2 separate regions of the Mus musculus genome follow, and region 2 is linked to region 1. A link is a contact called in public HiChIP or PLAC-seq data. All regions are on one chromosome and are shown on one strand. The core of a region is the stretch at or near the end of the contact, and the rest is flanking DNA. Distances in the headings are between cores, read along the strand shown.

Region 1 (7,712 bases), core at 3,521-6,020:
CCCAGATCCTTGGAGAACCAATCCAACCTTGGAGAGTCAGATGCCAGGGACCCAACATGGAGGGAGGACTTTAGCCAAAATGCCCAACAAAGGGGAGCTAGAACCTGTAGAGACCATATCCAGTGGTTAGGCATGGCCCACAGTTGAGGGATGGGGCCACCCACCTCAAAAATATTACTCCAGAATTCCTCCTCTTAAAAGGAAATGCAGGGACAAAGAGTGGAGCAGAAACTGAAGGAAAAGCCATCCAGAGACTGCCCCACCTAGAGATCCATCACATCTGCTGGCACCAAACCCAGACACTACTGTTGATGCCAAGAAGTGCTTCTTGACAAGAGCCCAGTATAGCTGTCCCCTGAGAGACTCTGCCAGAGCCTGACCGATACAGATGCGGATGTACACAGTCAAACAATGAACTGAGCACAGAGACTCCAGTGGGGAAGTTAGGGCAAGGACTGTAGGACCTGAAGGGGTTTGCAACCTCATAGGAAGAACAACAGTATCAACCAACCAGACCCCCAAAACTCCTAGGGACTAAACCACCAACCAGAGAGTACACAGGGGGTTCCCATGGCTCTAGCTGGATATGTAGCAGAGGATGGCCTTATCTGGCATCACTGGGAGGGGAGCCCCTTGGTCCTGTGAAGGCTTGATGACCCAGTTTAGAGGAACACTAGGGCCGCTGAGTCAGGAGTGGGTGGGCAGGTGGGGGAGCACCCTCATAAAGGCAGGGAGGAGGGAGGATGGGATAGGGGGCTTGTGGAGGGGAAACTGGAAAGGGGGATAACATTTGAAATGTAAATAAATAAAATTACTGCTGGGCACTGGTGGCGCATGCCTTTAATCCCAACATTTGGGAGGCAGAGGCAGTTAGATTTCTGAGTTGGAGGACAGCCAGGTCTACACAGAAAAACCCTATCTCAAAAAACCAATAGATAGATAGATATCTATTGTGTTTATAGAAAGAGAAACCATTATCTTCAGATATAAGGAGAAAACTATGAGAAATTCATGCCACAAGTGTTGTATGGTCTCAGTGGTAACACACTCTAGAACCTGGGAGAGGTTCTACAAAGGATTTGAGTGTTGCTCTATAAAGCAGTGTTTCCCTTCTGTGGCAAAGGAAATACCAATATATAGGCCTAATCTCCAGTGTGGGAGGCTAAAGAAGAGGTAAACTTTCTCTAAATCAAAGTGTAAAAGGCTTTTGAAGAGTTGCCTCTTTGTGTGTGTGTGTGTGTGTGTGTGTGTGTGTGTGTGTGTATTCAAGACAGGGTTTCTTTGTGTAGAGAACCCTGGCCATCCTGAACTGGATCTGTAGACCAGGCTGGCCTCAAACCCAGAGCTCCTGTGTGTGAGTGCAGGGATGATGTTCGCCACCCAGCACTGCCACCCCACTTACAGTACTTCTCTTCTCTAGAACTTGTGTGAGTGCTGGTGGTGCAGGCTTGCATTTGCAGGAGCAGTGTTTGGGAGAACAGGCATGCCTTTGACCTGGCATGTCTCAGCAGAGGACAGTGAGGTTGGCAGCCAAGGTCATGATTTGGAATCACGGTCCCCCCACAAGTGGCCTTATGAATGGGACTCACCTAGACTTTCTGAGCCCTCCAAAAGAGCAGAGCCACAGCTGCTTGCTTTATGAGGGTGATGTGAAGACAGCAAAGAAACATGGCATCTGGCATGTCACCAGCTCATCATTACTCAATAAATCTGAATTTCCCTTTGTCACCTGCAGCTGTAGAAAGGCACCCAGATAGGTGAGTGATGGGGTCCAAAAATATAATCAGGCTTGGTACTGACTAGCCAGAAGAAATGAGATGGGCATGTTTTTCCAAACATGCTTTTACATAAAATTGAGTTTATTATTATTAAAGTGTATAGTGGTAAAGTATAAATATTAGATGGACTCATTTATAAAATTTAATTCCATATTTTATGAAATACAAATGCTTAGGAGGCATAGGAATAGTGGTTTTTGAATCATACCAACTTCTAATATAACCCCTCCTCTTTACACATGAATGAATGAATAAGTGATCTCACTGGACACTTGCTTGAAGTTTTATAATGTATTTATGACAATTTTGCTGAAGTTTCTATATTTATTAATCTTAATTTTCCAAATCGAACGTCATCTGTAGTGATCAGACCCATTCCAACAGGTTCCTTAATGTCTAAATTTTTCAACAACAAGAAGGAAATCCTGTGATTTAATTTTTTCTTTTTCAGTCAACCAGAGAAACTAATTTGTTTTCCCCAGGTTTGTCCATTCCTTCTGGCTCAGAGTCTGATCAGCTGAGTGAAAGACACCATAGTTGGAGCCAGCTGTCTTCCTCTTGGGGAGCAGTTGTCTTAGGTTAATACACCTGCTTCCAGGAACCAGAAAGATTGCGAGAGCCAGAGGGTCAGGGGCCTCACTGTGAGAGTGTGTCTTCTCTTAGCATCAGAAGCTAATGTTGAGGTTTGATCTGCTGCTCTCTGTATTGTAATGTTAGAGTTTATATTCAAAGGTCTAGGCCTGCAAGTGAGTTTTCATGTTTGCAAGCTTTTGTTGAACAAACTTTGCTTTTTTTTTTTTTTTTAATTTAAAGCTATTGGTTAAATAAAATTGGCTATAGCCAGTTATTGGAGGGATTAGCGGGAGGTGGGTTTGGAGTGACCTGGTTGGAGGAGAGAGATGGAGGAGGAGGAAGAGGAGGAGGAGGAGGAGGAGGAGGAGGAGGAGGAAGAGGAAGAAAGATAGAGAGAGGAAGCCGCCATGAAAGGAGATGGACAATGAGCTGGTGCCCAGGAGATAAAGTAAGTATCTGGGGTCCACCGCCAGGCCAGCAGTTAGAAGAGTAGATTAGGGGTTACCCCATACAGTAATTGTCAAAGCCAAATAAGATCACCATAGTCTGAGTCTCATTTATTCGGAAGCTAGTCAGGGATAACAAGATGGATGTACTCCAGCTAACTCATCAAAGCTCAGCAGTGACTGCTCAGCCGTGAGCTCAACAAGGAGCACACAGCAAACTCGATGGGGAGAAGCCCACAAGGCCTCAGTCCTACTCAAGGAACCCCAGGCGACGGAGTAAAGCTGGCCCGGAGAAGGGGCCTCAGGGAAGAACACGAGAATCAGTGTCCTCTGCAAACGGCCAGCCCTGAACACGCACACAAGTAACGTTATATGGATTTAACAGGTTATATCTAGCAGTTATTATTGCATATGTGTGTATACATATACATATATACATTACATATATATGTATATATATATATGTGTGTGTGTGTGTATATGTGTGTATGTATGTATGTGTGTGTGTGTATATATATAGAGAGAGAGACAGACAGACAGACCAAGAATTTATAGAAAAGCAGGAGAGATGTATAGGAGGGTTTGCAGTGGGGAAAGGAAAAGGGGAAAATATGATTAAAATAACAATCCCAAAAAGAAAAAGAAAAAAGAAACCTGTGTTCGAGTTACAAACTTGTCATCATGAAATTATATCTTCTCGAATCCTATTCAATATAGCCAAGATAGTAAGCACTTGGTGTTGGGTTATGGGGCTTGTATGGGTGCTACGCACCTGAATGCAGTATACTCTGATATAGTAAGATATAGTATCTGACCCCAGGACACAAAATGTTTGAGAGAGTGAAGGAGCAGAGAGAGGGAGAGAGGGAGAGAGGGAGAGGCAGAGGCAGAGGCAGAGGCAGAGAGAGAGAGAGAGAAAGTATAAGGGAGGTCTTTTAAACTATTGATCAACTGTGTAATTCACATATGATCTTAAATCTGTAAAGAACAAATTTGAACGTTTAAATCTTTTATGATGTGCACGGAATAGCAACCAAAGCAATCGTAATAAGAAAACCAATTACAGTTACCTCTTTGTAATTAATAAGATGTCCCCACGTGGGTTACTTAATTCAATACTTGCCGTGAGTGGTCCCTGAACAATGATAGTAAGCACACTTTTACAGCTAAACAAAACTGAGGCTGACAAAAATTAAGTGATCTGTGTAATTCTGTCACTCTAGGAGGAAGACTTGGAACAAAATTCAAAACCTCATTTTTGCAGCCTACTCTTTTTCCACTCCAGTTACGGGTTCTCTTCTGAGCATCCCTTACTAGCATACACACTACCTGATGTATGGGATTCAGCACAGCTGTCTTCTTCACCTAGGACTCTGTCAACCCATCAGGACAAAGCCCTTCCTCTTCTCACCAGCAGAGCACTCTGTGTCTCTGATGGTTTGACACGGAGTCTCATTATAACCTTGACTGGCCTAGAATTCACTCTATAGACTAAGTTGGCCTCAAACTCGGAGCAGCCCTCCTGTGTGTCCACTCTTCAAATACTAGGATTACAGATGTGTAATACCTAGCTGGTATGTTTCTTAGCAGGAATTTCTTCAGGAATTAATGGTGCTTCAGGAATCTCTTCCATGATACTTGCAGTATGGGATGAGTCAGTGGAAGGCCTCAGAACTGTCAGCTAAGAGGAGAAAGGATCACAGTTACAAGATGAGACCGAGCTTTAAACCACAGACACAGTGCATGGCTGACCATGACAAACATACCTGTTGCCCAGTAGTCCTCTCTCCACTTTCATTGCTTTAGTTTCTTTCTCTAGGGCGTTCTCTCACAGACCACAGTAGCTCTGGAGTTGGCAGATGGAAATGACCCATGCTGTCCTTTGCTCCCTGATTGCAGTGGTAAAGGAATGTCTCCTTTGTTCCTTCTGCCTCTCGAGGGTCCAGCAGCTACGTTGGCAGCTGGTTGGTTATTGGCCTAATCTCTCTCCTTTGACAGATTATCTTCTCACTGTTTGCTGTCCTCCCCTCTCTCTGTTTCCCTAGTGTTTAGTGAGGATGACAGTTCAGTTCTTGCAGGAGACAATAGTGGCTGTCTTGATTGTTGATTCTTGATGCAATCCCAGTAGGTGTGCGTTTCTTTTCTCAGTGGTCAGAAGACAGCGTTCATTTGAGTAGGATTCCCACAGAGCCTTTTATCACCCCGTGGCCTATGTGCTTGGAACTTACTGTGTATTAAATTACTAATCAAAATGGAAACCAGCTAGCAAGATAATTAGAAAACACAAAAACGGTTCCTGTCCACGATGCGAGGCTTCAGAAAAGGCCATGGCTGCATAGATTGATGTGTCTCTTTTGGAAAGTAATTTAGCCGCATGGATCATAAATTAACATATGTTTACTCCCTTTTTTTGTGATGTGGCAGTTTCCTTCTGGGAATCCATTCAAAGCAAGTCATTCTAAAGTTAGAGCTATCAATGCTGTGAGTGTCAGAGAGGGGATGTCGCTCAGTGGTGTTCCAGACAAGTGACAGGTTTACAAAATAAGCGTGTACCCTCCCCGAGTGAGAAGTGTGGATGGAGACCAGCATTCAGAACTCCTGCAGCGGATCTGGGGCCCAGGACCCTGGGGAGGCCCAGCAGCCTCCTCTGACCCAGGTCCTGGCATCCCTGTCACTGCAGGGTGGTGAGTTTATCACCATTTGATTGTTGTAAGCAGAAAGAGGAAAGCACAAGGTGACTGAAATTTACCTAGAGAGACCCAGTGGACGGACGTGTGTCTTCTCTACTGAAGGGAGGAACTAATAAGTTGACATTTGGATCAAATATACTTCCCGATTAATCAAGATTTGGATTTTGTTTGTAGGTGAAATTTGGAGAATGGGTAGTGCAAAATCAGCTAGTAATGTCTTCCATCGAAACCAATATATGCGTCCTAGCAGAAATAAAATAATGAAATCATGCTTGTTAATCCAGAACACATACATATGTATGCATGAGTGTGCGCACACACACACTATATAGATAGATATATGTATATGTATATGTACACACATACATACATACACACACACTCATGCATACATACATACACACATACATATACACATTTTATATACATACATGCATATGTGTGCATGTATATACATATGATATGTATGTATGTATATATATATACACATACATACAGATAATACAGTTACAGTGATCCAGCATGGACTACTAATGCATAACTACACTGGTTATGACTTGGTCAGAAAAATCAGAAACTTCTTCAGATAGGAGACATATTAATTTATGGAACTTCTCTACCCTGTGGAGAGCTGAGGGAGGGAGGTCAGGAAGGCCTCTGTCTTCATTTAGATCCTTTCAATGCAGAGCCTGAGGCCAGGATTAAGGGGCAAAGGACTTATTTGGAAGGTGAGCCCAGAGAACAGCAAGAGAATGAGCAAGAGGAGCAGCCAACAGAAAGATACGTTACTGAAGTTGTATCGGAGAGGTAGAAGTTGTCTTCTGTCGGGATCTGCTGGGAAGCATGAGGTACCTCCTAGCTTTGTCTTCACAAATTATAGCGGGTAGGAGGGTTGACCTGCCAAGTAATGCCCCAGAGATATTACCCTCATGTGTCTCTCAGCAGCACATGTAAGCCTGCTTAACTCTCGTGGCTCCTGCAGCTTTAGAGGAATCTTAAAACCCAGAGTGAAAATGTGTAGTTCACACTTGAGGTAGACAGCTGTAGGCCCAGTGGGAGCTAAAGCTCACGTGGAACTGTGTGGTTAGGGCTGAGATGAAAAGGAAAGAAAGCCTGAACCAGGACACAGAAGTATCTACCATAGAGTGTTTTAGAAAGCAGGGCATTGAAGCGCTGTAGAGGAGGGGCCACTAGCAGCCACGCCTCCAGGTCTCTGGTGGGCTCAAAGGAGCCTGAGCTAAGCCTTCCTTGTCTTGACTTGGACTTTCCTCAGCTGCTACAGGAGAATAATGTCTTTGCTCTGTTGCAGCTTTCCTAAGTCATGGAGATGTCCCCAGTTGTGAGACTCCAACAGAATCCTGATAGAAAGGTCCCTGGTAAATAACGCTTTCAGGTCTCATGGCCCTGAAGTATCATGGAAGCTCAGAAGGACGGGGTCAGACTAAGTAGCTGTCAATGATACCTGGTCCATCAGTATCTACTGAGGTCCTTATAAAAATGCCTTCAATAATGAAATCACCTGCATCTTGCCCCAGTGCAGGGGAAGGTTACAGGTGTGTTGGTGGCCAAAGCCATGACACTGATCCTAGGTAGATGGCAAACCCTGCAGCTGCTTAGTCCCATTGGCTTAGAGCCTGGGGTAGAAGCGCAGCACGTGATGCAGGACCTCATGGGAATCATACATGAAAACAGATGAACAGCAGGTGCTCCCAGAGGCTGCGTTTGTGCTCCCAGATGCTAAGAGGCTAGGATGCCCCTGGCTCCCATGATGCCTGAGGAAATATCCCCACTGGTAATAGAGGAACTGTGTGCCTGTTCCTGTTAGTAAGCAAGCTGCTTGACCATCAGGCCTTACCCATGGTGCAGAGACAGGAAAGGAGCTGCACTTAGGCCCTGTAGATGTCCAAGCAGTGCATAATATTTAGCCTTCATGACAAGCAGCATCCTCTTGTTTGAGGAGAAACAAACATGTACTTCTTTCTTTCTTTCTTTCGGCTCCCATTTCATCCTCTCATTTTGCAGTATAGCCTTCTTGTCTTTAAGACTTCTTGCCTTTCATAGCAAGCAAGGAACCTCAGGGCGTTACCTACCCCATAGGATCCGTTTTTGGTATGATGCCCCCTCCAAAAGAAATACAGAAACAGATTGGAAAATGCTTGAATAAATGAAAATGATTAGATGACCGTCACAGCCTGAGTGTATGCTCAGGCAAGGGAGGCGCATGT
Region 2 (7,492 bases), core at 3,554-6,053, 79 kb before region 1:
CCCAAGGACACTGGGGGGAGCTGGAGAGAGGCTTGCTCGGGGACAGCTGATGAATCGGACTCCCAGGCACTGTCAGTGGCTTCACACTAGAGAGGACAGGACATCCCATTCATCTAGGTTAATGTTAACCCAAACCTTGAGGCCTGTGTCCCCTGTAATCTGTTGATCTGTTGTGCTGCCCTTCACTGCACTTGGGCTGTGGAGGGTCTCGCCTGCTTTGTTTTATAAACTAAGAGAATGGCTGGAGAAATTCACATCTTTTAAATCGAACTTGGTTGGGGTGGATGGTCTCAAATCTGTGATCATCCAGACTCTACATCCTCAATATTAGGCTCACAGATGGACATGGCCCTGCCTAGTTATGGGGTGCTGGGGATCTCACCGAGGGCTTTGTGCACTCCAGGCAAGTACTCTACCAATGGAGCTACATCTCCAGCCTGGCAAAGGCAGGTGCTGTACCTGTCCGGAATATTTTCATTCCATTTGTAGATGGAAATGAAGACTTAAGGAGGACCATTCAGCTTTAGGACCTTGCATCTGCTTGACTTTCTCTTAGTAAGGGTCACTGGTGGTTAACTGCAAGTGACACTCTCAGAGATGTGTGTGACTCCGCCTTGTCTGCTTCCTCTCCGGTCCCTTCCTGTGTTCTCTGTCAGAAAGGGCCCCGTGTCTCCTTGACCTGCTTACTCTCCGCATTCCAGGCCTAAGGGAGTTCTCAGTGCTGCCAAGGGAGTCCCTTAGTACCTTACCATCCCACACGAGGGTCTCATTTCTTGTTCGTCAGTGATAACTGTGTAAACTGAGTCTTCTCCAACAAACTCTCCAACTTGGCCTTATGGCTACAGGAGGTGGCAGCTTGCTGCAGTGCTCAGCCCTTGTTTGGGAGAACAGATGCTCATTTGAACTGGCTCGGAGAATGTTGTTCTCTTTTCTTTCTTGATTCTTGTTTGTTTGTTTGTTTGTTTATGCTGGCTCTTAAAAAATGTCATGAAGCTGTGGCATTATGATAGGCTTTGGTATGGTCACTTGGGACCAGATGGTGGCTGGGCCAGAAAAGGAACCAAATAAAAGTAAATAAAAAGGCAGCCCTACAGCCCCTTTCTGGCTGTTGTCCACAATGAAGAAATGCTAATTCCATCAGCTCAGGGCGCCAGGAGGATGGCTGTGTTCCTTGCTTTCAGGTAACTGTAGTCCTATTATCAAGACAAGTCTTAGAACAGCTGCCGAGCAAAGCCAGGGCCATGACAAGGGGGCTCTGGGCCAGCGAGTCTAGCTGGTAAGATTGACAGAAGGGAAGGCAAGACTTTTTCACACAGGCAGAGGCTATAGAGCCTGATGTTGGATCTTCACAAGTGGGATTCCTAGGGTTAGAAGGGGAGGCCTTTGAGGGAGGAGACCATCCCCCCCCCAGTGGAGAGGATCTTCTAAGGGTGTATTTGAAGGGGGAGTAGGAAATGTGGGCTGGAGGGGAAAGGGGGTGAGGTGAAGTAATGTGGAGAGATGGAGTTAGTTATAGGGCACAGATGGCGGTAGTTCCCAGTGTGCAGAGTTTGAAGAGGAGACTGAACGTTTTTTAGTGGAGGTCACGTGTGATTCGCCTCATAGGGCAAGAACGCTCTGTGGGGAGACTGCTGCCGGGGCTGCTCTCTTGAATAGGAAACCTTCTTTCCCTCCTAAAGCAACTGTAGTTCATTTTTATAGATCCACGCTAACAGTGCATCACACAAAGAGGAGGGTTTGAATGACTTACGGCTCAGAGCAGAGCTTTCAACGTGCGTTTGGATGTTTGACTTGGAATAAATCGAAGCATCAATAACTCTTTAAGAACATTTCTGGTTGATAATAGACATTTGAATAGCTACTTGCCAGATCATCTCTAAGAGCTGAGGCATTGTGCTACGCACTATGACAGCTTTGCCATTGTTTCTCGGGGCCAATTAGGGAGGCCAAGTCTGTCATTAGGATTGGCTGAGCAGTCATCTGTTCGGACACAGCACCCTGATGCTCGGGGTGGTCACCATTGGAATGGGACAAAACATGGATCAGTGCATTGGTCTACATGCTGTATCGTTTCTGTGGCTTTAATGGACCCTATGGTTATTTCTTTATTAAATTAACTTATTTTAAATGAAAGGCAGTGAATTGTAATCAACTCTTATTTTTAATTTTATTCTTTGATAATTTCATATATATGTTCATATATATGGAATAATAAATATATATTATTTACTTATTTTAGTCATGTTCACTATTCACCCCCCATCTTCTTTCACCAGATCCCTTCTCCTTCCCAACAGGTCTACCTCCTACTTTCGTGACTTGTGAAGGTGGGAGTTTAATAAGAGTTGCTTTCCTGAGCAATGGTAGGAGGTTATTTACTGGAGCATGGGCAACTGACCAGTGACTGTACCACTGAGGAAAGTAATTAGCCCCTCCCCCATCCACCACTTATCTATATTTCTTCAGCAATGGGAGGGGCCTCATGAACCCCCCCGCCCCCCCAGAGCCCAACCTTGTGCAGGTGTTGTAATGCTAACAGTCCAGTTGAATTGTTATCAGTTCATTCATACACTGATACTGTGGGGGGTAAATCTGCCTACCTTAACTAGAATATTGTTCTGTATGGCTGGAGAATGACCCGTGGGTAGCTGTCATACCGGTTTTGAGAGAGTGAGTTTGTTAACGGTACAGCAAGCAAAAGATAAAAGGCTAAGAATCTAGTAGCAGAGACAGCAGAGTATCATCCAGTCAGGAGCTCAGGACTAATGTTCTGAGGCTGAGGTGGCTGGAGTGGCCCGATTAAAAGCGTAGAAAAGGTAACATTATCACATGAGTAGCTGTGATCCTTCCTGGCTTACTGAGAAATCAGGTTCTGGTCACCTGGGAAGCTGCCATTTGCATTGATAACACGTGGGGACAGGAAGAAAGGGCGCATGAGGCCAGCACCTGGGTATGATGATCTCAGAAGGCCATACACCAACCATTGTGTAGACAGACGGTACTTGCCCAGTTCTTCAGTTCAGTCCTTGTTTCGAATGGAGGCTTCTTTATGATGTAGAAATATGTAGGTCTGTGTTTCTGTCTCTCTCTGTCTGTCTGTCTATCTGTCTCTGTCTCTCTGTCTCTCTTTCTCTCTGTCTCTCTCTGTGTATCTCTCTTTCTCTCTGTGTCTCTGTCTCTCTGTCTCTCTTTCTCTCAGTGTCTCTTTCTCTCTGTGTCTCTTTCTCTCTGTGTCTTTTGTCTGTGTCTCTTTCTCTCCGTGTCTCTATCTCTCTTTCTCTCAGTGTCTCTGTGTCTCTGTCTCTCTTTCTCTCAGTGTCTCTCTCTTTCTCTCTGTGTCTCTGTCTCTTTCTGTGTCTCTTGTTCTCTTTCTCCCCCTACTCCTGCCTGCACTCACAGACACACATCCCATTCTATGCTGATGGCTGTATTCATACTTCTTGGTACAAATGGGCAGATTTCACTAGGGTGAAGTGAAGGCATACTTACAGATCCACCAGATGGGCAGGAGGCATCTGGTGTCTTGTGTTTGGGACACCCAGATTCTCATTTCCTGCCAGCTGTCAGCAGGGTCATTCTCCTCTCGAAGCTGCCCACATTCCTTGGATTGCTTTCCCTCCTCCATCTGCCCAGCCTGCAGTGGTAGGCTAAGTTCCTGTCATGCTTTTAGTCTCACCCGCTCTCCTCCTGCTGCCGCCTCCTGGATTCCCTCCCTTCATGCATCTGTAATTTTGCTTTTAGGACTCAGATAATGGTGTTGGGACACACACACCCCTGACAATGTTACTGTCTCAAACATCAACTCATTCTTAGCTTTAACTGTCTACAAAGGTCCTTTACAGCTGCATCTGTATTAAGTAGTTGACTTAACAGAACACACAAGTGTGTGTGTGTGTGTGTGTGTGTGTATGTTTTGAATTTTAGCATCATTGGCCAATGAGATGGCTCCGTGGGTAGTACCTGTGGCCAAGGGTGCAACACAAGTTTGATCCCCAAGACCCACATGGTAGAAAGAGAGAACTGAGCCTTGGATGTTGTCCTATGACCTCCATGTACCATAGCATGTGTGAACCCCAACTCAATAAATAAATATTAAAACATTAAGAAGTCTGTTTTTACACAGTTACTCTGTGTTTTACACAGAGTGTTTTAACTGTTTTACACAGTTACCTAAGAAAACAAATGTTTTCTTCTTAGGTAGAAGAAAAAGCTGGGCAGGCAGGCATTTGTTTAAAAAAAAAATCATTTAGACTAGAGCCTTTGGCTTTTAGTACTTAAGAACTTTTGAGAATATTAATCTGTTTTCTCTGCCACGAACTTCAGGTGCTTTGGGTACATGAGAAAGAAGTCAGCCTTCTCTGTGTGTGTTGTTCATGGACAGTGTGGGCGTCAGGGGAGTTCTTTCTCTGGGGAGGAGTTGAAGGTGAAGTTGCTTCTGAAGGCTGGGCATTCCATTAGTCAAATCTTTACTGTCTATTCTCAGTGTTCTGAAGAGTCTGCCCTTCAGGGGTGACTGCCGGCCGGGTAAACCAATGTGGAATTTGCAAAGGACGCATAAGGATACACCCGGTGTAGTCAGAGACCAGACTGAAAAGCTTGGGCTCTCCATCCACACAGCTTCATAAACATTCATGCAGGAGAACAGGTGTTCTTCCTGCGAAGTCGTTTACGGAATCACAACGTACGAAGTACTTCCCTTTACGGGGTTTCGTCTGGTTCTCACAGTGACGTCTTGTGGTCAGGACTAGAGTAGCTGTGGTACAGATGTGAGAGCTAAGACCAAGGCTTGGAGGAAACCAAATTCCAGTGCTGCAGCAGCAGGGACTGAGGCCACTCTCGACAGCTCTCACGCTGGGGAGAGGAGAGGCACACCTACTAAGAAAGCAACATGGCAGAACTACAAGCATCAGTGTGGGCGCTCAGAACCCCACCTCTTGGTGGCCACACCCTTTTCTAGAGTCCTCCCCTGCTGAGTAGCATTGACCTTCTTGGCCAGTAGAGCAGTGCAGAAACCATGCTATATAATTGTAACTGGTTCACAGCAGGCATTACTACTTGTCTTGAAGACACTGACATATCCTCTCAGGGAATTCTTGGAAATTTTTTTCAAAGCAGAGGCCTACCTTTGGACAGCTGCAGCTCTGTACAGCATGGGAGACCCACTGGAGACCCTGAGCTGGAACCACTCATTTCAACCGCCCTCAGCTCCCTCCGCCAGAGCCTCTGGGTCACACAGTCAGGGTTTATTCTTTAAAGTCACAAAACTGTGGCCTGATTTATTTCACACTAAGTCAATGGCTAATGCAGTGTGGACTGTGGGCAGTCTTATTTAAATAGTGTTGAACTGATGGCTAAAATCACAAGCCTGCCTGCCTAGGAGCTGTGTGTTTTATTCTGTAGGTATGAAGAGGCACTGAGAGCTTTACAGCAGTAGAGTGCTTAGAAAAATAGACCCCTGGAGAGGCTCTTGCTTCTGGAGTGTTTACAGGTGTCCCACATTCCATGTGATTTGAATCTGGAGAGCCATCCCTGAGGAATTAAACTCTTCCCTCCCAACCCCCAATACTGAGTATTTCTTTCCTACTTTGCCAGAAAACCTTAATGTATATATTGACTTTTTTTTTTTTTTTGCAGTTCCAGGAATCATATTTTATCTTTCTCTGAGTTGTGTAGAGTGACCTAGTGTCAGCATTCAGACAGGGCCGCCATGAGTGTATAAGATCAGGTGATGTTTCTAGCAGGATGTGATGGTACACAGGGCTCTAATCCTAATCTCAGCACTTGAGAGGTGAAGACAGAGGCATTGCAGGTTGGAGTTTAGCCTGGACCATATAGAGCAATCCTGTGTTTAACTGACAGAATAAACTAAGAACTAATAACTCTCACAGGAGTGCCCAAAAGAGATCCGAGGTTACCACCAGGACAGAGCACCAATGGCGAGTGAGTCTGTGATGGTCAGATTTCAGTCAGGCCCATACATTACAGGGACAGTATGTAGCAGGAGACTCGGATCTGAAGGTCTCTCCACTCCTTATGCAGAGCCCAGCTGTGAAAGGGTGGGGATTATATTGCCAGCGAGACCTCAACGTCACATTGCTTGCCAAAAGAGTGATGGGTCCTGATTTAGTAAGGTGTTTAGGAGAGCTCCTGTGAGCACTTTAGGCTTGGAAGGCTCCTCCAGAACTCTGTCAGCAAACAGCTATAGTTTCTAAGGCTCGGCTGTTTCGCAAGAGTGGATGGGTGGAGGGCATGCTTTCCTTGTTAGTGAAGGGAAATTTGAAGTCTGGGGAAAGTGGCCTAAGGAGGCCATATAGCTTTTATATTCTGCTTGACCCTCCTAAGGGCTGATGATTGACAGGAACTTTGTCTCTGAACACAACCTTGCTATGTCATGGGGGCAGATCACAGACTCTCAAACCTGACTGACTCCACCTGGACCTCACAGACAGAGCAGAACAGAGGAAAGCACGTTGGTTGAGCATCTAGGTAGGAAAGTGCTAGCTCTTACTAGACCAAGAGAGCTGTCTGATCTTGGCAAGTCTTGGAATTTCCCATTGGATTCCTATTAAATGAGGAAGAGTTGGTGGGGCAGGGGTCTTTGAAGATACATTCTTGTTAGGGCTAGACATGTGATATTGTAACATCTTCATCAAAACTGAGGTGGCCTGAATCTCTGGAGTGACAGGCTGACGCCATCTTTAAGGATAGGACAGATGTGAGAGACAAGCATGACCCTTGGAGGCTTTATGCTCTGCTCTTAGGCACAGTAAATATTTGTTTGCTAACTTCTGTCCAGAGTCTCTGTGAAGGCATTTATTTTTGTCATTGTAAGATGTTTTTAATTTCCAAGAAATTGAAGAATTGTAGGGAAATAAAGTTAGAAAGGCTGCCCTCGAGTGGATTCATAGTGCACAAATAATTAAATCTGTGCTGTAGACATTGTTTGGTGGGCCTTATGTTCTTAATAATTGAAATTTTAATAAATTATGATGGATAGTGTTGTTGCACTTGGCAGGAACTGCAACTTCTGCCTAATGATCACAGGAATGCTTTGTTCTGATAGAACTTCAACTTGTGTGTGTGCCTCTGTGTGCACGCATGCACATGCACGTGTGCACAGGAGTGCCTGAATATGCATGCACACACCTACAAATGTGCACATGTAGTCTTTGGCAATTGCAGTTTGTACTTATTATAGGTTTTCTTTTCAGGATTGGTAAGTGGAGACAGGAACTTTATAGACCCCTGACACCCACTAATTAATCATGCCTTCTGTATTTTATCTTCTGCCGTAATTTCTTTCTTTTATTTTTTTAACCATGCTTAACTAGTTTGTCTGGATTGTTTTTCTTCCTGTCTTTTTCTTCCTTCCAATCAGATAGCCATGTAAAGAAGTTCCTGAGAAGGAAGAACCTGAAGAGGCCAAGATATCATAATGGAATATCACACTCTATGGGGCTTAAGAGGTGACTCAGAGACTAAGACCTTCACT

What was found. HiChIP or PLAC-seq counts read pairs in DNA pulled down with a chosen protein or histone mark.
Region 2: a contact with region 1 is called in an H3K4me3 HiChIP or PLAC-seq map of the SCID.adh cell line, with 11 read pairs. The contact joins two enhancer-like sites. A contact is called at or near these places in 1 of 39 promoter capture datasets (hippocampal neurons), 2 of 15 datasets of contacts at CTCF or cohesin (large pre-B cells and pro-B cells), 33 of 484 Hi-C or Micro-C datasets (B cells, DN3 thymocytes, the HL-1 cell line and 18 more), 7 of 115 datasets of contacts at active chromatin or transcription factors (the SCID.adh cell line, embryonic stem cells, extraembryonic endoderm stem cells and 4 more) and 1 of 9 other capture datasets (adipose tissue).

What each region holds. Positions count from the first base shown.
Region 1 is chr9:103,626,424-103,634,135 of GRCm38.p6, reverse strand. The region is part of intron 2 of Tmem108 (transmembrane protein 108); the gene reads left to right. Among named protein-coding and RNA genes, the nearest start is that of Gm32682, 57 kb to the right of the region's middle. Within about 2 kb of position 4,770, at least 13 of the 459 cell types and tissues checked have an H3K27ac peak or open chromatin away from gene starts, as enhancers often do. A contact at or near this core is called in the SCID.adh cell line, where this site is marked.
Region 2 is chr9:103,706,007-103,713,498 of GRCm38.p6, reverse strand. All of the region lies in intron 2 of Tmem108 (transmembrane protein 108), which reads left to right. Among named protein-coding and RNA genes, the nearest start is that of Gm46129, 11 kb to the left of the region's middle. Within about 2 kb of position 4,803, at least 55 of the 459 cell types and tissues checked have an H3K27ac peak or open chromatin away from gene starts, as enhancers often do. A contact at or near this core is called in the SCID.adh cell line, where this site is marked.